Linked DNA regions of Mus musculus: region 1 is linked to region 2. The links are chromatin contacts, called in public Hi-C maps. All regions are on one chromosome and are shown on one strand. Each heading gives the region's core, a stretch centred on a gene start, on an enhancer-like site or on the middle of the called end of the contact. The rest is flanking DNA. Distances are from core to core; before and after follow the strand shown.

What was found. Hi-C and Micro-C count contacts between places; a contact is called where the count stands out from the background.
Region 1: a Hi-C map of Th1 cells shows a contact between it and region 2, with 2.3 times the contacts expected there. The contact joins two enhancer-like sites. A contact is called at or near these places in 1 of 39 promoter capture datasets (hippocampal neurons) and 2 of 484 Hi-C or Micro-C datasets (Th1 cells and cortical neurons).

The regions. Positions count from the first base shown.
Region 1 is chr2:61,809,976-61,814,509 of GRCm38.p6, forward strand. Tbr1 (T-box brain transcription factor 1) reads left to right here. Exons shown (of 6, transcript NM_009322.3): 6 at 1,608-4,139. The coding sequence ends at 2,463. Among named protein-coding and RNA genes, the nearest start is that of Tbr1, 7.8 kb to the left of the region's middle. Within about 2 kb of position 2,421, at least 96 of the 459 cell types and tissues checked have an H3K27ac peak or open chromatin away from gene starts, as enhancers often do. A contact at or near this core is called in Th1 cells, where this site is marked.
Region 2 is chr2:61,491,936-61,496,224 of GRCm38.p6, forward strand. No RefSeq gene overlaps it. Among named protein-coding and RNA genes, the nearest start is that of Gm33841, 39 kb to the right of the region's middle. Within about 2 kb of position 2,181, at least 44 of the 459 cell types and tissues checked have an H3K27ac peak or open chromatin away from gene starts, as enhancers often do. A contact at or near this core is called in Th1 cells, where this site is marked.

The DNA of each region.
Region 1 (4,534 bases), core at 1,171-3,670, 320 kb after region 2:
TTTCTCTTCCTAGCTCTCTCCACTTTTTTTTTTTTTAATTTGAAACTTAATTCAAGTTTCAGGAGAGGGTTTTTTTTGGGGGGGGGAGGAGAAGGGGGTACATAATGCACCTGAGCAGACACAGCTACTCTCATCTGCCCCTCTTCCGTGGCTGCCTTCTGTTAGATGAGCCACCTCCTTTCTTAGATCCATGTAACTTTCCCATCTGCATAAAACTAATTCCTGGGTTTGGGGGAATGAGAGAGAGTGGAGTAGATTTAGCAATCTCTTTCCTCCATAAGGTTGGTAATGTGGGCCTTGTTGGATCAGAGAGCAATGTGGGAGGGTGTGAGGGTTCAGATGATTCTAGAAGGTTGCTTGGCCACACCCTGGGGAGTTTTCTCCCCTTGGGGTTCAGATCTGACAATACTGAGGCACTCTTTCAAATAGTGTTGACTAAAGATGCAAACACTTATGTGTGAGCTAAATAAAGAGAGGTATGTGTGTATATGTGTGAGGAAACACTTATCCAACTTCAAGTCGAATGGGATCTCCTAGACCCATTAATAAATATTTATTTTATCTAAAGTAATTCCCCCAAACACAATCTCTCTTTATTAGCGGGCAAATTCTCAAACTTTCCGTTGCCTCGGTTTCCTCATCAGGAAAGTGGAGTCATACATAGCACCCAAGAGGATTGCTGTGAGCTACATAAATCTATCTGTGCTCATGTAAATAATTTCTATCTGCACAGTCAGGCACAACTAAACTCTGTGAGGGTTGGCTGTTATGAGTGGTAGGCTGTTTGATGGAGGGTGATAACTGTAAGTTTCTCCAGAGAGTCTTTCTCTTCCACTTTTCCTTCTAGCAATGGGCCAAAAGCTGAGTAGAAAAGATGAGAGGAAAGTACACTGCTTTCTAAAGAATTTTATTGATCAACGAGTCTTTCTTCCAAGTAGTAGTTTCTTGTTTGCTTGCATTAGTAGAGTTGGGAGTTAAAGGGCGTACATAAGGGAAAGACAAAAAAGTATTCCAGCAGCAATCCTACGGGCTCTGAAGGCCAGTGGAAGTCAGCCTTTGAGAGATTACCTGGACATATCGGTCCCCAACCTCCCCATGCTGATTTCCCCTCTGGGGATTTCTTAAACTACCCAGAAAAAGAAAAGGAATTGTCTGAACAACTCAATGGACCCAGGAGGCCTTAAATGGGTGGAGAGAGTGGGTCACTTGTTTAGAAATTTCACTCAGAAATTTATCAGTGAGGAAAGGCCCAAAGGGCAAATAGCACCTTGGTGTCTGGCTAACTCAGCCATCATGTGAGCACAACTGCTGGCTAAGTGGATTTAGGCCCCATCTTGGTCCCGGTGCATTTAGATGGAACAGGGGACGATGGATGACCTCCAGTCTTCACTTTTCGTCCCGCTCAGGTTCTAGGAGGTGAACTGGTATCTGTGCAGTTCAGGCCAGGGAACTTGCGGGTGTGTGACCTCTGTCATCTGCAAACTGTATGGCCAGCGGCAACCTACAGTCGGTGTGCGGGTGGGCAAAAACTAGAGGTGGCTTTCCCTCCAGGACCCCAAAGGGACCTCCGCGCCATCCCTCGGTTCTCTCTGTCTCCCTCCCCCCAGGATCTACACGGGCTGCGACATGGACCGCTTGACCCCGTCGCCCAACGACTCTCCGCGCTCGCAGATCGTGCCCGGCGCCCGCTACGCCATGGCCGGCTCTTTCCTGCAAGACCAGTTCGTGAGCAACTACGCCAAGGCCCGCTTCCACCCGGGCGCCGGCGCGGGTCCCGGGCCGGGCACGGACCGCAGCGTGCCGCACACCAACGGGCTGCTGTCCCCGCAGCAGGCCGAGGACCCGGGCGCGCCGTCGCCGCAGCGCTGGTTCGTCACGCCGGCCAACAACCGGCTGGACTTCGCGGCCTCGGCCTACGACACGGCCACGGACTTCGCCGGCAACGCGGCCACGCTGCTGTCGTATGCGGCCGCGGGCGTGAAGGCGCTGCCCTTGCAGGCCGCGGGCTGCACGGGCCGCCCGCTCGGCTACTACGCCGACCCTTCGGGCTGGGGCGCGCGCAGCCCCCCGCAGTACTGCGGCGCCAAGTCGGGCTCCGTGCTCCCCTGCTGGCCCAACAGCGCCGCGGCCGCCGCGCGCATGGCCGGCGCCAACCCCTATCTGGGCGAGGAGGCCGAGGGCCTGGCGGCCGAGCGCTCGCCGCTGGCGCCCGCCGCCGAGGACGCCAAGCCCAAGGACCTGTCCGACTCCAGCTGGATCGAGACGCCCTCCTCCATCAAATCCATCGACTCCAGCGACTCGGGGATTTACGAGCAGGCCAAGCGGAGGCGGATCTCGCCGGCTGACACGCCGGTGTCTGAGAGCTCGTCCCCGCTCAAGAGCGAGGTGCTGGCCCAGCGGGACTGCGAGAAGAACTGCGCCAAGGACATAGGCGGCTACTATGGCTTCTACTCGCACAGCTAGGCCGCCAGCCCGCTCGCCCGCCCGCCCGTGCCCCCGGCCCCCCAGCTCGGCCCCACGTCCTCCTTCCCAGGCCCGTTCTAGCGCACTCGCTCTTTCACTTGACCCTCGATGACCGTCTGCGGGGATAAGTGCAGGTCTCTCACTATGATTTTAAAACTCTTCTTTTTTCTTTCTTTCTTTCTCTCTACACAGCCTTCTCTGCAGTTAGCGCACCGACCTTGAACCTGGCTGTAAACCTTGTGGTTTTCCAACTTTTCGTCTGTGAGGTTATGATCCTCCCTGTCTTTTTTCCACCCCCTTCTCCTTGCCCCACTCATCCTCTCCTTTCTCTTGGAATGAAACTCTTCAACTTTAGGAGACCTGGGCAATCCTGCCAGGCAGCAGCGATTCCGACCCGCCTTGTCTTGGCCTCCCTATTTAACCATAGGATGTTGACTCTAGAACCTGCACCCACCCAGCGCGTCCTTTCTTATACCCGAGTGGATGGATGGATGGATGGATGGATGGTAGGGATGTTAATACTTTTAGTGGAACAAAGCCTGTGAAATGATTGTATATAGTGTTAATTTATTGTAACGAATGGCTAGTTTTTATTCTCATTGTCAAGGCACAAAACCAGTTCACGCTTAACTTTTTATTCCTTTCCTTTCTTCTCCTTTTCTTTTTCTCCTCTCATTCTTTCTCTTCTCCCACACCCTTTGTTTTCTTGTGAGTTATTAAAGATATTCTAAGAGGCTCTGGAAACACGAAGCACTTCATAGTGGTGGCTTTCTCACTTCTCAGTTCGTTGCATGATGTAACCACTGTGTGCCCTGGTGCACACAATGTAGCTAAGGAGAATCCACCTGAACACCTGTAAAAGCTAGTTGTCTGTTCCTAGGCGAGTCGAGTAAGTGACACGATGCCTGCCAGGCGGACTTAACTGGAGTTCTATGTGTTTCTCCCTTCCTTCTAAATGGAATGGCCCCACATCAGCAATATTATTTTGCCTTATTTGTTTTTCCCCAAAGTGCCAAATCCATTACTGGTCTGTGCAGGTGCCAAATATGCTGATAAACTGTTTCTGACTATCTTTTCAGACCCCACTCCACCTTTATATGCTGTAAATCTTTGTAATGAGTAATCTACTAATGATATAGATGACTGAATTGTTGGTAACTATAGTGTAGTCTAGTGAAGATGAATTGTGTGAGTTGTATATTTTACTGCATTTTAGTTTGAAAAACGATTCCCCCACCACTTAGAGACAGCTGAAATTTGACTTTCTTGGGAAAACACTAGCATTATTGCAAGTAAGACTGATTCCCCCCAAGTCTTGTTATATTTGATAAGGAGCATTAATCCCCCTGGAAATAGATTAGTAGGATTTCTAATGTTGTGTAGCAAACTTATACTTTTTTTGTACTTTAAAATCAATGTGAAATATGCATCATACACAATATTCAATCTAGATTCCAGTCTATGGGGGGATTTGTCCTAATAGGAATTCAGGGTCTAAACGTGGGTATACTTTGGCTCTCCTGTAAATCAAATGTTGTGATTTTTTATATTTGTTTTGTTTTGTCTGTGAATTGAATAATTTATACAAGTACACACTCCACTGAGAATCGTTTTGTTTTCTGCTCGTTTGTATCGTCTGTGTATAACAAGTAAAATAAATCTGGTAAAATGCTAAATATGGTGTTGAGAGCAGTTTACAGTTTGCAAAGAATTATTATAGGTTATGGCTTTTAGGGGTTAAGCAAGACTAGCCCCTCTTCCTAGCTCTGGGCAGTCTGACAGTAGCCACTTCCTACACCCGCTCTTTTATAGTACCACCAGCTATTACTTTTTTCCTATTTATTTACAGTTAGTATAGTTCTCTTTGCTGCTGTATGCCTTTTCTAGGAAAATATATAAACTGTCTTTGTCCCAGCACTCATTCTCTCCGAAGCTGAAATGACAGGACAAGGAGGGTCTGCAGCTGAGCCAAGGATTTCTTTAAAGTTCACACAGTAATTTGTGAGGCATTAGGTTAGAGTAGGGTGCAATATAAGACAAGTCAAGAGACAAACTGTTGCCTGCAGATGCT
Region 2 (4,289 bases), core at 931-3,430:
TCATGGTCAGGCAGCTCACACTCTTATAAAACACAACCTGCTAATACAGAAATTCCCCAAACCAAGGCTTATGAATAGAGAACTATACTTACAAATATGTAAGCACAAGACAAGACTCCGTGTCTAGATCAGTAGAATAAAGGTCACTTTGAAAAGATGGAGCAAGATAAGAAAAAGGAAACACAGCAACCAGATGTCCTCTTCCCCTTTCTGTGGTCAGTGCCCATGGCAGTTCTCCTTAGAGCTTTGGTGATAGAAGGTGAATGACAGTAACAGAAAACACCTGTGGGTCCTGCTGTCCTTCCGCACCTCTGGCCCCAGGGGGCGCTCTCCCACAGAGGCACTGGCTCACTATGCTAACAGAATAGCAACACTGTCAGAATGTGGTCAAAACAATCCAAGACAAGAGTAAATTAAGGTCTATGGGCTGTTCGAAGGTTGTGTCTCTGCCCTTCCACCGTTTCTGTGCCCTAAGATGTCAAGGCACTTCCAACCCTCATCACTTTCCTTTCCCTTGAAGTGAATGGGGGGGCTGGGGAGAGTCTTGGCTTTTAGTTTAAGGACCTAGTACTGGAAAAACAACAGTCTATGGAGAGTGGCTCCTCCCACTTACCTCTTGGCCCCTCCCATCTATCACTCAGCTCCTCCCACCTGCCTCTCGGTACCTGCTCCCTGAGCTTTGTATACATACCTCATGTGCCTCACATATATGTAACTATAATGCTCTAGGAGTCAGCCCCTTTAGTTCATCATTTTTAATAGCACAGTTGTATATAATGCCTGTAATCCCAGCACTGGAGAGTCAAGGCCAGATTGGTTACAAAGTAACACTCTTTCAAAAAAAATAATTAAATGTAATAAAAGAGGGAGGAGCCGCATGAGAAGAGGAGAGAGTTCACAGAACTAGCACTTATATTCTGTTTTTGCAGAGGTATATTTGGCTGTTGTGTGAGACATTCTGAGAAAAAAAAAAGAGAGAGAGAGAAGAGAAAAAAAGAAAAAAAAATCGAGGGAAGAGCAGAGACTAGTTTGTTGAAGTGTCTTCTCCACATGTGGTTTTACAGAATCCACATGACATGCAGCTCACTCTCTGAGTATAACTCAGCCCTATAGTGTAAGGACTCAAAATTGGGCTTGTGAGATGGCTCCGCATGTAAAGGCAACTGCGCCAAACTTGACAGCCCCTTTCTGATTCCCAGGACTCACAAGGTGTTAGGAGAGAATTGGTTAAAAATATGTTTGTTCTCTGACTTCCACAGGCATGCCAGGGCATGCGAGCATGCACAAAATTAGCTAATTAATTAATTAACTAATTTAAAAAAAAACACTCAAAATAGCCCGAAGCATAAATGAGATTCCTGTGTTATCAATCACCTGAAAATGTTCATTATAATAGTGAAATGGGAAAATATAGTTGGCGGTTCCCACGGACGTGAACTGTGTCTCTTACCAAAATTCCACTCAAGTCCCTAAATTTCCTAATTCTGTTCTTTTGATCTGGAGAAGGGTTGGTATTTGTTGTTGTTGTTGTTATTTTCTGGCTATTTTCTTCTTGAAAAAATCATAACATGATGAGACACATGGTCACCGAGGGTGTTCATCTGGCTCAGGCACTGTGTTGTTGACAAATGGCCTCTTTCAGCATGAGACAGGGCAGCTTGCTCTGACGGCCTGGACAAAGCATTCGCGTCGTGCCTATCCACAAGAATAAGCTAGAACCCACTTTCAGCACACACAGAACAATGTGTTTCTGTTTCTCTAATTGAGCAAATATATTTTATTTTATTTTTGAGACAGAGGCTTGCCTAGGCTTCTCTTGAAACTGCTACATAGTTGAATGACCTTGAATTCCTAATCCTTCTGCCTCCTCTTGCAAGCGCTATGACATCGCGTGTGGTTGTTACAGAGCCAATTTCTCTACGAACACTTTGGATTCTCATTCAGCAACTGAGCAGTTGTGGTGTTTCTTTACCATCTGAGAATTATAAAGGCCAGCCTCAGATTCCATTTGTCCTGCATGGATTTTCCAGTACTATCACTCAAGCTAAGGAGCAGTTTGTCCCAACAAAAGACAAGCCTCCTGTTAGCCAACCGCTGCCAGATGTTGAGGTGAAGGCGCTAACAGCTGTGCTGACACCAAAGCAAAGTGGTTGGTTTCCTGCCTAATGTAGGGACTGTGCAAGCCCTTTGCAAAGGGGCACCTTGCCAGCCTGCGTGGTATCTTCAGCGAGGCAGACAGGGTTCAAACAGGAATATGCTATTCGACATGCAAATGAAGCCTCATTCTGACATTTTCAAACATAGAAGAGATGCACCTCTAATCCCCCTCTTAGTCATTTTTGATGTTTTGGTTTTCTCTGGCTACCACATTTGCAATCGAGCCAGCAAAGATGGGCTGAGTGATGCTGTGGTCTCCCTTCATCCTGGCTGGCCTGTTCTCAGCCTGACTGCAAAATGCCAAGCAGCAAAGTGCTGGTTTTTCTCCGAGGTAAACAATGACTGACGCATAATCATTGCCCTCTCTTTACACATACAGTGTTCATTGCTGACCTAGGAGAACACCTCCAAAATGCCGGCAGCCTTAGTCTGAAAACCAGTCGAAATCCTCACATTTCCAGGAGACATGCCCCCTCTTGTGGTGGCTTCTCAGTACTGCAGGTCTAGTTTCCTCTGGAATAGAAGGAAGGTAGCCAACAGCTTCCTGCACTTAGACCAGTAAAAATCTTCTTGGCCTTTGAACGCCAGACAAGAATTGAAATCTTGCATTTCTGAGTGCTTATTCAAAGAAATTCTAAACATAAAAAAATGAATCAACATGTAGATAAACATGTTGAAGTCCTAAGTGGCAAGGTACCTTGCTAGTCTCTGAACATAACCTTCTTCCGGTTCATAATATGAGATATTAAATCGTGTGTGATTAAGTGTAATGAATTATATTAAGCAATAATTTTTCATGAAAGTCAACTTATCCTTCTAGAAGATTAAAAATAAAATTTTATGTTTAAGTTTTCAATTTTAAAATCATTCATATCCATTTAGAATAGACATTGCAACTTCCTATTAGAGATTTCTAGAAATCATGAAGAAAAAGAGGACCAGCTTGGTGTTGCAAAGGATATAATCAGTCAACTCTCGGTTTAAAAAAATAATAAGTAGTGATCGTCTCCCAGACAAACCATCCAAGGAGAAAGAATGGACTGTTGCGTGTATTGTACCATTTTATAGCTACAGTGGTTGAAAGAATAACATGTCTTTATACAAGCTTTTACTATAAAGAAACTTTTTAAAGATACCCCCCCCCCAAAGTTAATACATTTATCAGTGTGATGCACAGAATCCGGCAAGGCAAAAATATTTTTTAAGGTTTATTGATTTTTATTTTATGTGTACAAATGTTTTGCCTACATGATATCTGTGCACCACGATCCTGTCTGCTACTCAAGGGGGCCAGAGAGGGCATCGGATCCCCTGGAACTGAAGTTACAGGTCGTTGTGAGAGGTCATGTGGACGCTGGGAATTGAACCCAGGACCTCTGGAAGTGCAGCCAGGGCTCATGACCAGTAAGCCACCTCTCTAGCTCCATAAAGATTTATTTGTTTATTCATTTATTAATTTTAATTTTATGTTCCTTAGTGTCTTGTCTGCATGTATGTGTGTGCATCACATGCATGCATGCCTGGTGCCCTAAGAGGCCAAAAGAGGGCGTCAGCACCCTGGAACTCAAGCCAAAGATTGGTTTCGTGCCATATGAGTGATAGGAACCAAACTGGATCCTCTACAAGAGAAATGAGAACTCCTGTCTGCTGTGCCTGGCTGTGCCAGGCCCTGGGGAAATATTTCACTGCTTCATGTATAGAAAAATTGAGAGGCTAGCTCTGTGACAGAGTGCATGGCTCCGGGTTCGGTTCCCGAAGCCACACGTACATGCGTCATTTCTGTCAGTCAGTTTTCAAAACATATGTTGAGTGCATGACTTGGCTTCCAGACTCCAGGCCACTTCTAGTATGAGAGGAGATGGCTGAGAGCCGGCAATCAAGTCTGTGTCACATGTCTCCTTGTGAAACCAGGTAAACCAACAGTCAAACCATTTAAAAGATAAACAGTTCTCCTTCCTTCTGAGCCCTCTTCTTTCTGAGGCTGCCAAGATTCACACATAAATCCATAATTGTGAGGGATTAAGACGCCGGTAGGTGCTGTTCCAGAAGATTCTGCCTGGACAGCTCAGGGTGGGGTGGGGGTGGGGTACAGCAGCCTGAAGGATGCGTTCCTGCTCAAAGCTCAATGCCAG